Regions from separate parts of the Mus musculus genome. Here all the other regions are linked to region 4. Evidence: chromatin contacts called from public ChIA-PET, Hi-C and HiChIP or PLAC-seq data. All regions are on one chromosome and are shown on one strand. The core of a region is the stretch at or near the end of the contact, and the rest is flanking DNA. Distances in the headings are between cores, read along the strand shown.

Evidence for each region. Hi-C and Micro-C count contacts between places; a contact is called where the count stands out from the background. ChIA-PET counts read pairs in DNA pulled down with a chosen protein or histone mark. HiChIP or PLAC-seq counts read pairs in DNA pulled down with a chosen protein or histone mark.
Region 1: an RNA polymerase II ChIA-PET map of memory CD8 T cells shows a contact between it and region 4, with 78 read pairs. The contact joins the enhancer-like site here to the promoter of Elk4 in region 4. A contact is called at or near these places in 5 of 484 Hi-C or Micro-C datasets (CD4 T cells, CD8 T cells, memory CD8 T cells and 1 more) and 2 of 115 datasets of contacts at active chromatin or transcription factors (memory CD8 T cells and thymic regulatory T cells).
Region 2: a contact with region 4 is called in a Hi-C map of CD8 T cells, with 5 times the contacts expected there. The contact joins the enhancer-like site here to the promoter of Elk4 in region 4. A contact is called at or near these places in 3 of 484 Hi-C or Micro-C datasets (CD8 T cells, memory CD8 T cells and regulatory T cells).
Region 3: a contact with region 4 is called in an RNA polymerase II ChIA-PET map of memory CD8 T cells, with 10 read pairs. The contact joins the promoter of Eif2d here to the promoter of Elk4 in region 4. A contact is called at or near these places in 1 of 39 promoter capture datasets (erythroid cells), 1 of 484 Hi-C or Micro-C datasets (B cells) and 3 of 115 datasets of contacts at active chromatin or transcription factors (embryonic stem cells, memory CD8 T cells and pancreatic cancer cells).
Region 5: a FOXA1 HiChIP or PLAC-seq map of pancreatic cancer cells shows a contact between it and region 4. The contact joins the promoter of Rassf5 here to the promoter of Elk4 in region 4. A contact is called at or near these places in 2 of 115 datasets of contacts at active chromatin or transcription factors (pancreatic cancer cells and thymic regulatory T cells) and 1 of 9 other capture datasets (pancreatic islet).

The regions. Positions count from the first base shown.
Region 1 is chr1:131,203,218-131,205,917 of GRCm38.p6, reverse strand. The region is part of intron 2 of Rassf5 (Ras association (RalGDS/AF-6) domain family member 5); the gene reads left to right. Among named protein-coding and RNA genes, the nearest start is that of Gm28913, 41 kb to the left of the region's middle. Within about 2 kb of position 1,252, at least 41 of the 459 cell types and tissues checked have an H3K27ac peak or open chromatin away from gene starts, as enhancers often do. A contact at or near this core is called in CD8 T cells, memory CD8 T cells, regulatory T cells and 1 more, where this site is marked.
Region 2 is chr1:131,183,357-131,186,056 of GRCm38.p6, reverse strand. The region is part of intron 2 of Rassf5 (Ras association (RalGDS/AF-6) domain family member 5); the gene reads left to right. It also overlaps a transcript of Eif2d not described here. Among named protein-coding and RNA genes, the nearest start is that of Eif2d, 32 kb to the right of the region's middle. Within about 2 kb of position 1,291, at least 133 of the 459 cell types and tissues checked have an H3K27ac peak or open chromatin away from gene starts, as enhancers often do. A contact at or near this core is called in CD8 T cells, memory CD8 T cells and regulatory T cells, where this site is marked.
Region 3 is chr1:131,151,920-131,154,619 of GRCm38.p6, reverse strand. It overlaps Eif2d (eukaryotic translation initiation factor 2D), which reads right to left and starts at 1,413. Exons shown (of 15, transcript NM_001136070.1): 1 at 1,195-1,413; 2 at 201-391. The coding sequence starts at 1,250.
Region 4 is chr1:132,006,231-132,008,930 of GRCm38.p6, reverse strand. Elk4 (ELK4, member of ETS oncogene family) reads right to left here and starts at 1,311. Exons shown (of 5, transcript NM_007923.3): 1 at 991-1,311.
Region 5 is chr1:131,243,912-131,246,611 of GRCm38.p6, reverse strand. Rassf5 (Ras association (RalGDS/AF-6) domain family member 5) reads left to right here and starts at 1,434. Exons shown (of 6, transcript NM_018750.4): 1 at 1,434-1,923. The coding sequence starts at 1,482. It overlaps Gm28913 (a long non-coding RNA gene), which reads right to left and starts at 1,522. Exons shown (of 3, transcript XR_878525.3): 1 at 1,246-1,522.

The sequences.
Region 1 (2,700 bases), core at 3-2,502, 800 kb after region 4:
ATAGGCATTTCTTCAGGTTTTTCCACCCTCTGACTGCTTTCCTCTGGAGGAGTCCACTTACATATATTATTGTTTGGCTCTCTGCATTTGTTCTACAGCTTACCTCTTTGGTCTTTTTGGAGGTGGTGTTGTTGTTGTTGTTGCTGTTTTCTCTGTTTCCTTGGGGCAGTTACTACCACCATCCTCTGTCCACCATAAAGTGGAGGTGATCTGCCACCTCTAGCTTGTGAACATTCGCATGAATGTGGAAAAGGCAGAGATCCAGCCCAGTCTCTCCTGGCAGACTTGGGAAGCGAGGGAACAGACTGCATCAGATTCCCACCCGGTCTCTTCAGCGTTTGCTTTCTTGGTTCTCATGATTACAATTTAGCCTATGTTTCTGTCCTGACTCGTTTCCTAGAGAAGGAATGGTTCGTCTTTCTCCCAGTGAATTCCAGAAGTGGCCAGACAGGTGCCAGCCCGTCCACATGTGCCACAGGAGAGCCAACTCTCTCTACCTGACTCTGGCTACACTTGGCATACCCTGTGCCGTGGCGTCTGTCAATTCCCTACCATTTCAGAGCCAGCAGTTCTACCTGACCTAACAATTCTCCTGCACCCAGGACCTTCCACACAGGAGCCTCCCAAGGCCACTTTGCCCGGCATAGGGAGAACTCATTCTTGCCGTGCCAGAGCCAGATACCTTCAAAACAGTATAGTACCTGAGAGCCTGCCTCTAAAAAGGGATGGAATTCCAATTCTGTCCCCCGAAAAGCTTGGGAGTCCCTGAGACATTTCTTTGTGCTCCCCACAGCCTGTGAGCAGTGGGCTTCCAAGATGGTCATTCCCGAAGCCCCGAGGTGCATGGCAGCAGGACCTTCCTTTCTGTGGGTAGTACCATGAGGGCTAAAATCTCACAGTAGAAGGCCACCCCACCCCAGATTCTACAAGATTAGCCGCACACTGGATGGGGGACCTGAGGGAGAAAGTTGCTGAACAGAAACGCTCCTGTTCTCTAGTTTCATGAAAGGACAACAAGGGCACAGATTCTAGACCTGACCCCAGCCTGATCATGAGCTCTTCAGGGCTTCAGCTTTTTGGTGTGGGTGGCTGAGTTAATCCAACCGAACTCACAGTCTATATGCATCCAGACTCTGTCGGAGCTCTTAGCCTGGCAGTCAAGCAAGAGAAGCATGGTGTGGGCTAGTGTCTCCGAGAAAGTGAATCTCGAGTGAGTCTAACCTAAATGGTATACAGATGCTTATCTTGTAAGACAGGAAATCGTCTGTGGAAAAACTGAGTAGTCTGCTTTACATGGCCCCATGTCATGCTCAGAAATGCCACCCCAGGGACGGGAGATAGCGGTCTTAAGATTGAACCTAAATAAGACATCTGGGAAAGGATGCTTCTGAGGAAGGTGTGGGACGTGTGGTCATCACTGGGGGACAGGAAGCAGAGGACAGAGGAAGGGGTGTGTGTGTGTGTGTGTGTGTGTGTGTGTGTGTTGAACACATACATCTATGTATGTATGCATGTGGTAGCCAGAGAACAGCCTCAATGCCCATTCCTCAAGAATGCTATTTACCTTATTTCTGTGTGTTGGGGTGGTATGTGCAGGGGAGTATACATAGAATGCTCATGTATGCGTGTGCATGTGCACGAGAGGCCTGGGAAGGGCATCAGATACCTTCCTTGGCCACTCATGACATTAACCCTAACACTCAGTGACTCAGCTGGCCTGGCTGGCCAACAGGCCCAGAGGACCCTCCTGTTTCCTTCTCCCTGGTTCAGGAACATAGGTGCGTGGCATCATGCCAGGCTTGTTATATTGGTGTTGGAGGTTGAACGTAGGTCTCCGTGCTTGTGTGACAAGCCCTTTATTGACTGAGCTGTCTCCCTGACCCCCAGAAGAAGATTTTGACAAACAGAGAGAACACGAGAAGGAAGGATGGCTTCTGGGAATGCAAGTCAAATTTAGCACAGCTGTAAGGAGGGAACTTGGTTGTGGCTGCTGCCTTGATGGTAATGGGCTGAATCTCTGGACCTGTCAGCCAGCCCCAATTAAATGCTGTCCTTTATAAGAGTTGCCTTGGTCATGGTGCCTGTCTGTTCACAGCAATAGAAACCCTCGCTCAGACACTGGGGCTGAGTTAGGAGAGGTGGCTCAGAGGTTAAAAGCACTGGCTCCTCCAGAAGTACTGGGTTAGGTTCCTGACTGTCCAGTGGCAGCCAGCAACCATCTGTAACTTCAGTCCCAAAGACTCCAACACCTGGACTCCAGGGGCACCAGGCACATAGGTGGTGTGCAGACATATGCAGGCAAACACACTAGTCCTTGCCCCCCAGTGTCACTGCTTTTCTGGAACATGCTGAACCCCAGGATGAATATGACAAGGGCTGTGATCTCCTATTAGGATGACGTGTGAACCAGGAGGACAGCCTAGCATCATGTCTTTCATTGCCTGGCCCTGAGTCAGGGGAGTGGGCCACTCACCGTTCACCAAGGGTTTCACAACCTGCGTGGTGCAGGTAGGGCTCTGCACGGCACACTTTGGGCCCAGTCCTGTCCCTGGCCCCATGGGCATGATAAGGCAGATCCCATGTTCTGTGGCTTACCCCTTATAAGTTTGAATTCTGCCACCCAAGCTCCTCCACTCCCCCTCCATTCCCAGGACCAATCGATATTACTGGTGTTCATTATTCAATATCAAGATTCCAACT
Region 2 (2,700 bases), core at 42-2,541, 820 kb after region 4:
CACTCTCCTCTGCCTCCGCCCACTGTCACTCTGTGAACTTGGCTGGAGATTTCTAGAAGCTACCGGCCTCACTCCTTAGAGGGTCATCCTTAGAGCAGAATAACCAAAATGAAGATTCCCGTTTGTCTCTGATTGCACTGTGGACCTAGCCAGTGTTGCCTTGAAGATAAAATACAGCAAAGTCTGACCTAGCATAAAGCTGTCTGTGCTGGGGTTTTTTTTAAAGATATTTTGACTTTATTTGGTTTTTTGAGATAATAGTTCTGATAGTTCATTATATAGACCAGGCTGCTCTTGAATTTGCAGTGATCCTCCTGCCTCTGCCTCCTAAGTGCTGGGGTTATGGGTGCTTGCCACCACTCCCAACCCACTGAGGGCGTTTTAATAGATATTAGGGAATGGGGGGGGAGGGGATCTGTGCTCTTATGACTGGCACACAGCCTGTCACGTGGTTGTCATGCCTCCACTTTATAACTTCCTTACTGCAGTACCTTCAAGAGCTTACAGTGGTCACAGCCTTTTGTGGCTTAGGACGTTAGACAAGCCAGCTTTTCAGCAGTACCATGGATGAGCCAGGCATGCTGAAAACAGCTTAGCTGCTGCCAGGGATTAGTCAGAGAGAATCAATTCCATGTTGCAAGTCCCAAGATGGGTAAACTCTCGGAGAGACACCTGACAGGATAATACCTAGATTTACTAAATTATAAGAGTTCCCCATTCTGTTTGGACATTGGGGAGCCCCAAGACATAAGCGTGTATCTTCCTGGCTTCTGCCTTGTGTCCATCATTAGAGAGACACGTCCTGCACTGTGAGGGCTTGAGATTGTGTCAGATGAACAGAAACCAGAGCCTGCCTTGTCCTCGGACACAGCGGACTCTGCCTTTTAGGTAAAATGTGGGGCCAGCTTTTATCTGTTGGCCCCAAAATAGTAGCTCTGTAGCTGGATGGAATTGTTGTGAACTCTGCAACATGTTGAAATCATCTAATAGATTTCAAAAATTCTTGTTCCCAGACTACACCCCAGATCAATCCCAGATCACTCTCTAAGGAGAAAGTCCAGGAAACCACATTTTTAGAAAATCCCCAGATGACGCCAATGTGCTTGGAAGTTTTAAGAGTCCATAATCTAGATTCTACGGTGTTTCCCAGGTGGTGGATTTTGAGCTCCTGGACGGGGCTCACTGATTGGCCTACTTTGGAAAGTGATTCATTCCATCTGTAGGTTAGATCTTGCCTGGCAGGTTCAGTGTGGGCAGCAGCCAGACTGAACTGGGTGCTGACATTTGGCGCTGACATTCTATGTGAGCAAGGTTCACAGTGTTGGGCACACACAGGCTGCTGACGCTCCTAGGTAGATGGAGCTCATCGACCGCCCCCCCCCCCCAAGACCAGATCTTCCAATGCTGAGGTCAGGAATGCCATCTTCTGCCTTGGTCTGGAAGGTACCCATGGCTACTTGCATCATTTTCCAGCCTTGTGGAAAGGGAACAGAATAGATCGGTTGATGTAATGAATAAAAAAAGTGGAACAGGAAGAAGAAACCTAAAGCCAAGGCAGCTGTGACTCACTGTGGTCCAAAGTGGGCGTGGAAGCAGGCCTTCAGCAGCCACAACACAGCTGCTTTTTCAACAAGGAAATGGCTGGAACGGAAAACAGAGGTCTTCCAGGGACTTCTAGAGTTTTCCATCACTTAATTCTTTTTTTGTAGATGAATATGAGAATGTCCCAGGAATGACAGTCAGCCTGCCTGAGATGAGTAGAATGAAGGCTAAAACAGCAGCCACCCAGCTACCCATTCTGACTTGAAATGACCAGAGAGCAAGGCAGGGCCATAGCCAGGCACATCTGGTCCATAGAGAGGTATCCAGCATGTGGAGACTGGAAATGGAGAGTCCCAGAAGTGAAGACAAATGAGAGGAATCCGTTTGGAAGCCTCCAGATGAATGAGTCAGGTGAAGACAGCCTGTGAGGCTCACGTGAGTTATGCACTTTAAGCAAACAGGAGATGTCCCAGCAACTATTTTCTCTTGGGCATTCTTCAAGATCAAGTAAGAGGACATACTGGCAGGCCCCTACATCCTGCCAGCTGCCCTCACTCCAGATGTTAGGAGTCCCTCTTTGCCAGCTTCATAGATGATGCAAAACCCACTGGGATGCCTAGAGCTGGACCCACTGATAGGCCAGCTTAGATGAATGTTCCACAGGCCAGGTCTTGTTTTATCATCTGTTCATCCCAGGCCTGCAGTGTTAAAGTTCAGTGACCATTACTGGTGTGGTGGGGTGCTGATCCCGATAGCAGAAGGGGCTGCCCTAGGGTGGCCACATGCTCAGTTGAGAACTTGACTCCATGCTTATATGGACTTCATTCTTGCTCCTACTTGGCTACTCACTAGCAATGGGCTATCAGCATATTTATTTTCTATGTTCATGATCTTACAATAGGAATGCCATAGGTAGTGTGTCAGAGAAGGTATCTGGACCACCAACCCAGTAGTTACCATCAGGAGCTGTGGGTGAAAAGTGCACAGGAGCAGACCATGCAAGAGCCTCGAATGAAAGAGGATGTCGGCTCGTCTCTGTGGAGGGCTGGGAAGGTGGAGCCATACAGACCCAGCAATGCCCACTGCTCTTGGCAGTTTCCTGTGCCCTATAGGATTGGCGAGTGGGAGGAGGAAGTGCTGATGTGCTGTGCGTGTGAT
Region 3 (2,700 bases), core at 164-2,663, 850 kb after region 4:
CCCTCTTACGGTGAAAAGGTCAATTCTGGAAACACTAGGTCCCAGAAGATCCTTAGGAATAGTATTGGGAAATTCTGTGTTTATTTCATTTGAAAAGGTATGTTTATGGGGGAAAACAAAAACAAATATCACACCAAATCAACAGAGAATAACGTGTTTCACCAGGGCTGCAGTCTGGGCATTTCATCTGGTTACCATACCTGTTGGATACAAATTTTTCTCCAGTTCAAATAGGATGGGGTTACCACCACTCGTGTACACAGTCACCGAATCCCCTTTGTGAACATACAACTTCACAACATTTAGCTCTTCCTTTCCAGGTATCAATTCAGAGATCTGATCTGTTCCCAGGGCAGGGAAAGCAGCTGTCACATCGGCCCGGAGCTTTCTCCTGCAGAAAGCACACCAGCACGATGCACATTAATAAATACAGACATTCAGAATGACTATACAAATCATAAAGACTGAAGAAAGACTGCCTGGTTCGTGATGCCCCCTTCTCAGCTTTTCCAAATCCTATTATCTGTCTTATTCATTATTCTCAAGACCTCCTGGGCATATTATTCCATCGGAACACCTATTTTCACTAAGCAACCAAAGTTAGTCTTTAGAAAGTCATTGGAAACACAGATGACCTCACATGCTGTCCCCACTCCTGTCTTAGACTGGTTGGCAATCTGTCAACCTCTCATTAAAAGGCTACTATGGCACCAAGAATGATACCTAAAGAAAGCTGGCTCCAAAATCCCTGCGGAGCTATCCGTGTCTACGACACTGACTTAAAAAGGAGAGTTAACATCTCTCCTTACCACAGCTTTCTTAGGCTCTGCCACCTCAGGGCACGGACCTCTCCGACACCAGTCTCTCCGGCCAGGAATAATCGTTTAGGCGTTTCCCCCCCCCCCCCTATACTTTTAGTTTTGGTACACCATCTGAGTTCTCCCATGGACTCTAAACTCCATGGAGGACTTATATTCCCTCATTTTACATCTCCCACAAAACCTAGCTTGAGCCCAGTACACGCTAACTCAACTTTATTGTCCAAAAGACCAGCTGGAAGATAAAAAGAGACACCCCCACACCTTATCCTCAAAAATGTTTCTAACACCCCTGCTTGGCTCCCTGGGGTCTCTATGTGCAGCCCTACAAGTGTAGGAGCCTCGCTAGGCTAAGCAAAAGTATTCTCTCCCTCACCTGTCCGAGCCCTTGATGGCTGTGTTGGACTTGACCCGAAAGGCCTTAGCGAACATGTCTGCTGGAGTAGCTCAGGAAAGACAAGAAGAGCACAGACGCCAGGGGCGGTCAACAAAACGAAGGAGTGGCGGCTCCCGGACCCTCAACCCTGGAGGCAGCCATGCTGAGACTCGGCGCCAAAAAACAGCCTGCTAGGAACCCGGCCCTAGCCCTGATGCTGGCCCGGAACTGACGCAGCGCCAGGTGGGGAGGGGCGGGACAGACTCCGGAACTTCCGCTCCCGCTCTTCCACTTGGAACCGGGTGTACCTAGGAGCCTGCGGGTCTGTAGTTAGGGACGCCAGTTGTGCAAACAACGTCTTAGTTCTATTCTTTCTGCTCCATCCGCTTTAGATACGGCGTTGAGAAGAAACTGCCTGATTGCAGTCTATTCGACATGCGTCAAGTCCACAAAATGAACTGAGTTCATATTTTATTTTTTGAATTCATATATTATTAAACTTGCAGGTTTCATTGAATGCTGGTTCGCCCTCTTTTTAAAAATGCTTTTAAATGCTTAAAGGCTTTTATTTATCCATATCTTTATATGGTATTACAAACTAAAGGCTTCAGCTAGGATTTTTTTTTTTTTCCTCCTTGACGTTTAATTTGCACGCTGTAATAATAGCAGCAACAAGGAATACACTCCACCCTGGATTCGGTTTTGCCCAGGCTACTAGTAACAAAGTTCAATAACAAAGATGGGGCTTCCCTCAGAGAAACAACTGTGTACTCTACGGACAAGGATTTAAACTTAGGTTTAAATTAAACTTAAACCTAGGTTGCTTATGTTCTATTAAACTAGCGTTTGCATATCAGCTCTTCGGAGCAGAGTGCCCTTTCACTAACCGTAACCATTATCATAGTCGTCGTCATCATCATCATCATCCTAGTTGCTAAACTAATTTCACATTGATTGTCCAAAGTGCCTGGCAATCTCTACCTGTCATATACTAGGGCCTAGTTGCTAGCCTCAACTTCTACACCTCTGAGCCTCCAGACTTTTATTAGAAGCACCTCACCCCAAACCAAAGGCAGAGGAGCCTAGAGGAAAGCATTACCTGCAGACTCCTGTTCCTTGGACTGCTATGAAGTCACATTTAGGATATGTACCACCGAGTGTTTGTGGTCTGGAGAACTGAAGAAAATTTTAGGGGAATACTAGACATTTCAAACTGGGGAAACTATTGTAGATCCGAAGATGTCGATTGCCTTCCTAGAAATTAATGGCCAATAAGTAGGAGCCAAGATTCAGAGACATAGGCACTGCCACACCCAGTCTCTCCTAATCAAGAGCATAAATCCATACATGCTGGTTAGTTCTTTTGTGGAATTGACAAAAGCTAGAGTCATCTGAGGAGTGGGAGCCTCAGTGGAGACAATGCCTCCGTGGGAGACTGAGCTGTAGGCAAGTCTGTAGGGCATTTTGACTAAGGATTGGTGTAGAAAGGTCTAGCCCATTGTGGGT
Region 4 (2,700 bases), core at 62-2,561:
TTTTTACCTTTTTGTGCTGGTGACTGAAGAGTACATCCCCTGCCTCAAATATATAATGGTGTCCCAAAAGTTAAGACAATATTTCCCCCCCAAAAATGTAACAAACTCCACGTAAGCAGTTTCCATTTTAAAATAAAACCAAAGATCAAAGAACAAAGAGTTCCTACAAGGAAAAGTTGAATCATACTCTTTTAAAAACACCACTCCTAGCCGGAAATACAGAAGCCCCACGTTCTGTGCATGGGGGGGAAGAGAGAAGAGCTCTGACCTTAGAACGGCAGCCATTCTACTGAAAGACTCTTACTTAAATGACCTAACCTTCACATTGCAAGGGCTCGAGAAAATGCCAACCGTGTCTTCTGAGTTCACCCAACAAATTCCCCCTTATTTCCTTGCCGATGCCCGTTAAAACTCCTCCCCTCAAAGATGTTTCCAATGCTTTTCCGAGGAAAAGCTTGCCACAGCTGTACAGGAAGCGAGGAGGACTGATGAAAAGTAGAGAAAGAAAAACCTGTGGCCGGATGGACAGCGAGCTTGGGGAAGGGAAGAATGCGGCGTGAGGCCGCGCGCCCCGAGATCAAAGTGCGGGGAGACGCAGACCTCCGGCCCGTGGGCGAGCCAAGAAAGCACTTTCACTTTCCAACTTCCTGCCACTCCGGCAAGTTAAAACCGTTCCCCTCTGCCCCACCCAGGCAACAAAAAACCGCTGCCACCTTCCGCCCAAGGGACTTCTCACGACCCACCGAGGTGCGGGCAAGGCGGAGGGGGCGCTCCGGCGAGCACCTGAGCTCCACCGAGCTGCTCCCCCAAGGAGAGCGCGCCAGCGGGCCCCGCCCACCCACCAGGTCCCACCCTCCCGCCACCAAGCTCCGCCCCTCCCTCCGCCCGGTGCACTTCCTGCCGCGCCCGCAACCTCCGCCCGGCCCGCGCGGAAACCTGGCTGAGGGGCGGTGGTGCGAGACCCCGACGGGGCGTGGGCGTGCTGCTCACCAGGCAGGGCACGGGACTCCTCGGCCTTGAACGCGGTGCGAGACTCTGTCGCCCACCGCTCCTCACACTCGGACCTCAAAGACCGCGCGGCGAACAGTGGCGACCCCCGCGCCGGGGCCCGAGAAAGCGGCGGCCGAGCCGAGCCAGCCGCGTGCCCGCAGCCGCCCGCATCTCCCGCTGCCGCAGGTCTCGAGCCCCGCCCTCGCACACGCGGCCGGGACGGCGAAGTGGCTATAGTTAAGCTGCCACTCGCCGTGCGTGCGCTCGACGTTCTTCACTACGGCCGCCGTCTCCCGTCGTTCCGCGGCCTCCGCCACTCTCAAACCCCCCCCCCCCGGCACTGCCGGGGCCCTTCCTCGACGCCGAAGCAGCGCGAGCGTCACTTCCGGGGGAGGGGCCGGGCCCCAAAGCCAGTGTTTTGTTTCTGGCCCGGGGCTCCCGTACGTACCCTGTTAGTCCGTCCCGTGCACTCGCTCCGGGGACTCCTGCTCTGCCGGACATTCGTACTTCCTCGCAGGCCCAAAGTCCTGCTTAGGGCTCTCGGGGTAGCAATCTGGGCCCAGGGCTGTGGCGGCGGAGCTGACGTGTGAGGACGACGCCCACTGGTTTACATTGCGAGCTACCACCACCACTTGATCAGAATCATTGACGAATGGTCTCTCTAGAATGGGAAAAGCTTTCCCCCTTACCAACTTAGCTTGGTCCAGAGCTTTAACTTTCTTTCTTTCTTTTCTTTTTTCTTTTTCTTTCTTTTTTTTTTTTTTTTTGGTTTAGAAACAGTATTTTAACACGTAGCTCTAGCTGTTCTGAACTCATAGGAGATCCTTCTGCTTCAACTCCTGGCCCCAAGTGGTGGGATTACAGATATTTACAGATGTGCACCACCACGTCCAGTCTAAGTGACTTTACTTAAGAATCCGAAACACCCAATTCATTGCCTGTAAAGTCACTGTGAAAACCTAATTTTCAAAACTTGCAACATCCAAAGAAGGGATGCAGAAATCAACACCCAATTCCAAGGTTCACAAGTGTTCGCAGCTGAGGCAATTGAGCGTTCCATTTTGTCTCCCTGCCCCACTAAACGAATGAGTGTGTTGTTTGTTTACTTAGGCTTTTTGAGACAGTTTCTGTACTTAAAGCTCTCATGGGATTGACTGTGCCACTCAATTTGGGGTTGGACTCTCAGCAACCCTGTCTCAGTATCAACATTATGAGGATGTTAAGCGTAAGCTGGTTCTTACAAATGTGATTTGTGTTTGGAAGCAAGGTCTCATGAAGTCCGAGCTGAGGTTGACTTTGAACTCCTGATCCTGTTTCCTCCACCTCCCAAGTGATGAATTTACAGGCTTTTAACACCAAGCTCAGTTTCATATATATATAGCTATAGATATCTATATAGATATATAGATACAGATATCTATATATATAATTTTTTCTTTGATAATTTCATACATGCATACAATATATTTTAAACATAGTCCCCCTCCCTCACCTTTCTGACTCCTCCCAGATCCCCCTATGTGCCCTCTTTTTCATTGTTTCTTAACCCAGTGAGTCCAGTTAGTATTGCCCATATATGCCTGGATGTGAGACAGTCCACTAGTCCACTAGATCGTGGTCAGGGACCCACCTCTAAAGAAAACTGACTCATTCTGGCACCCATCAAAGGCCAATAGCTCTTCAGCTAGGGGCGGGGCGTCTATGCTCTGT
Region 5 (2,700 bases), core at 185-2,684, 760 kb after region 4:
GGGGAGACCCATCACTAGCCGGGAAAGAACCCTGGAGATTAAAATGTAGGCGAATTTATAGACAATTCCAGGTCTGGTTTCAGAATCCCCACACATTCTATACATACATTATTGCTCCCAATACTCTAACCTGAGGGTTCTCATCCCTTTTATAAGGTAGCTTGTGTGCAGAGAGAACCTATGCATTTTAACCCCGCCTATATTAAACACCGGTACTGTGAAAGTGTATATGAATCATTGCTATCCAGTATTATTTAATAAGTAAGGAGAAAGAGTGTGTACATGTTCACTATAGACATGCCCCTCCCCCAATATTTCTACCAGTGGTTTGTTGAGACCCAAAATACAGAATTTTTGAATTTGGTGCAGTGACTCTATTCCCATAGTTGCTTGCTGGTGGCTGCCACTAAATCAATCAAACCTGTAATTTAAGGGGGGCAGGGGGAGGCGGGAATGTGAGCTAGGCCTAAGTCAGAACCGCAGAACTGGAAAGAGCAAAGGCGCCTGCAGCTACAAAACCAGCCTGTAGAGGGCCCAGGACCCTTGCTAGCCTACGACCGACCGACCGGGCACAGGTTCGAAAATCCACAGTCCCACCTGTTCTCTATCCCTTGAGACGGCACTGTGGACAGGCCCACTAGTTATTACCATTACATAATTTTCAAGACCCAGTGCAAAAAGAATAGGCCGGGTTAAGAATTAGGATTTTCAAGATGGTGGCGACATAACCTTAAGCCAGACAGGAACCTATGGCGCACCCCTTGGTGCTGGTAGGATGCGGACTTCTCCACCCTGCGCCCCTGCTCAGGTGGACCTTCCATACCAAAGGAGGTGTGTAAGGGATTGGCATTCATTTCCGCAGTGATTACTCCAGCAACTAAGGGGGGAGGGGCGTAATTCGGGAGGAAAGTTCCTGTCCACCCATGGGGCACAGAGAGGTCTCTCATGATCACCGGATCACCAAGGATCACCAGTCACTCTAATCCCAGTCTTCGGGGAGGGGCAGTCTATGTAGCAGAGGTGAGAAGGGAGAGAGCTGATGTAGCCAGCTTCCCACGGGCAGCTCGGAGAATCCGCGGGCCGCCTTACTGACAGCGGCGGGCTAGCTCCTGTCCCGGGGCCACACCAGGTTGCCAAAGCCCTGCCTTCCCACCTGCTCCCCGCCCCGCCGGTGTTAGGGCGCCCTGGGAGACGCCCAGAGGGGACGGGGCAGAGCTGAAGACAGGCGCAGGAGCCGGCGCCTACCGAGCTCGCGAAGCCTCTCGGGTGCTCGGACCTTCACCACCGCCTAGTCGCCGAGTCACTCCTAAATCCACGCGGCTCCGACCCGCAGTCACGCGTGTTGCCCTTCCGGCCTCTCGGTGGGCTCCGCCCCGCCCCGCCCCGCCCGCGGGCTGCGGGCCCTTTAAAAGCGCGCTCGACCGGAGCCGCCCCTTCTGTTGGCCAGGCTCGGTAGCTGCCGCCGCCTGCGGGCCTTGGCCATGGCTTCCCCGGCCATCGGGCAACGTCCCTACCCGCTGCTCCTAGATCCCGAGCCGCCGCGGTATCTGCAGAGTCTGGGTGGCACCGAGCCGCCACCTCCCGCCCGGCCGCGCCGCTGCATCCCCACGGCCCTGATCCCCGCGGCCGGGGCGTCAGAGGATCGCGGTGGCAGGAGGAGTGGCCGGAGGGACCCCGAACCCACGCCCCGAGACTGCCGACACGCTCGCCCTGTCCGGCCCGGTCTGCAGCCGAGACTGCGGCTGCGACCTGGGTCACACCGACCCCGCGACGTGAGGAGCATCTTCGAGCAGCCGCAGGATCCCCGCGTCTTGGCCGAGAGAGGCGAGGGGCACCGTTTCGTGGAACTGGCGCTGCGGGGCGGTCCGGGCTGGTGTGACCTGTGCGGACGAGAGGTGCTGCGGCAGGCGCTGCGCTGCGCTAGTGAGTGAGGGCGGGGAAGGTGCGCGAGGTGAAGGGCTCTGAGCCCGGGAGAGGAGGCCATTGCCTTTTGTGGCCAGTCCGAACTTTTAGGCAGGTTACCTTTGGAGACAGCTGCTGTCACTGCCTGGCATCCTTTAATGGCTGCCCACTGACCAGAGGTAGTTGTATGTGTACAGTTACGTATCCTCAGACGGGTTTGAGCCTTCTCCCCCGTGCGCGTAAACAAGCTTGTTTGTAGGTTGGGACTGATGGCTCTCCACAAGGTCATTGTGTCTTACGCACACCCTCTTCTTCCTTTAGTTGTGAGTTTTAAAAATGAGGTAGTGATATTGACAACGAAGTGAGTATTTGACACTTATTAGGGTTAATGGGGAGATGACTCGGTGGTCACCTCAGGTTCTCTCAGGCTCTTCCTCCTAGGGAGCTGTTGGCATGGGAAGCCTGGTTAGGCTTTGAATGGAAGCAGGCTGTGAGGCTGAAAGATGCCAAGGTCACCTGCACCTGAGGCCTCCTCAGCCCTCCACACCTGGCTCAACGCTCTATACTCTGCTCCAGTGTGTGACTGTGCCTCGTGGCCTCCTCTTCCTCCTCCTGTCCCCCTGCACCCGCCTTCCAGCCCTAAAATCACTAAGCTCCCCGCCAGTTCCTTCCTTCCACAAGGCATCCCCACTGGCCTGCTGGCTTCTCCCAATCTTACTGTAACACTGGGCACCAGTATAGAGAGTTTCTGAGCAAGTCTGCGCTCTTTTTAGGGCTTATCATTACCTCTCGCCAATG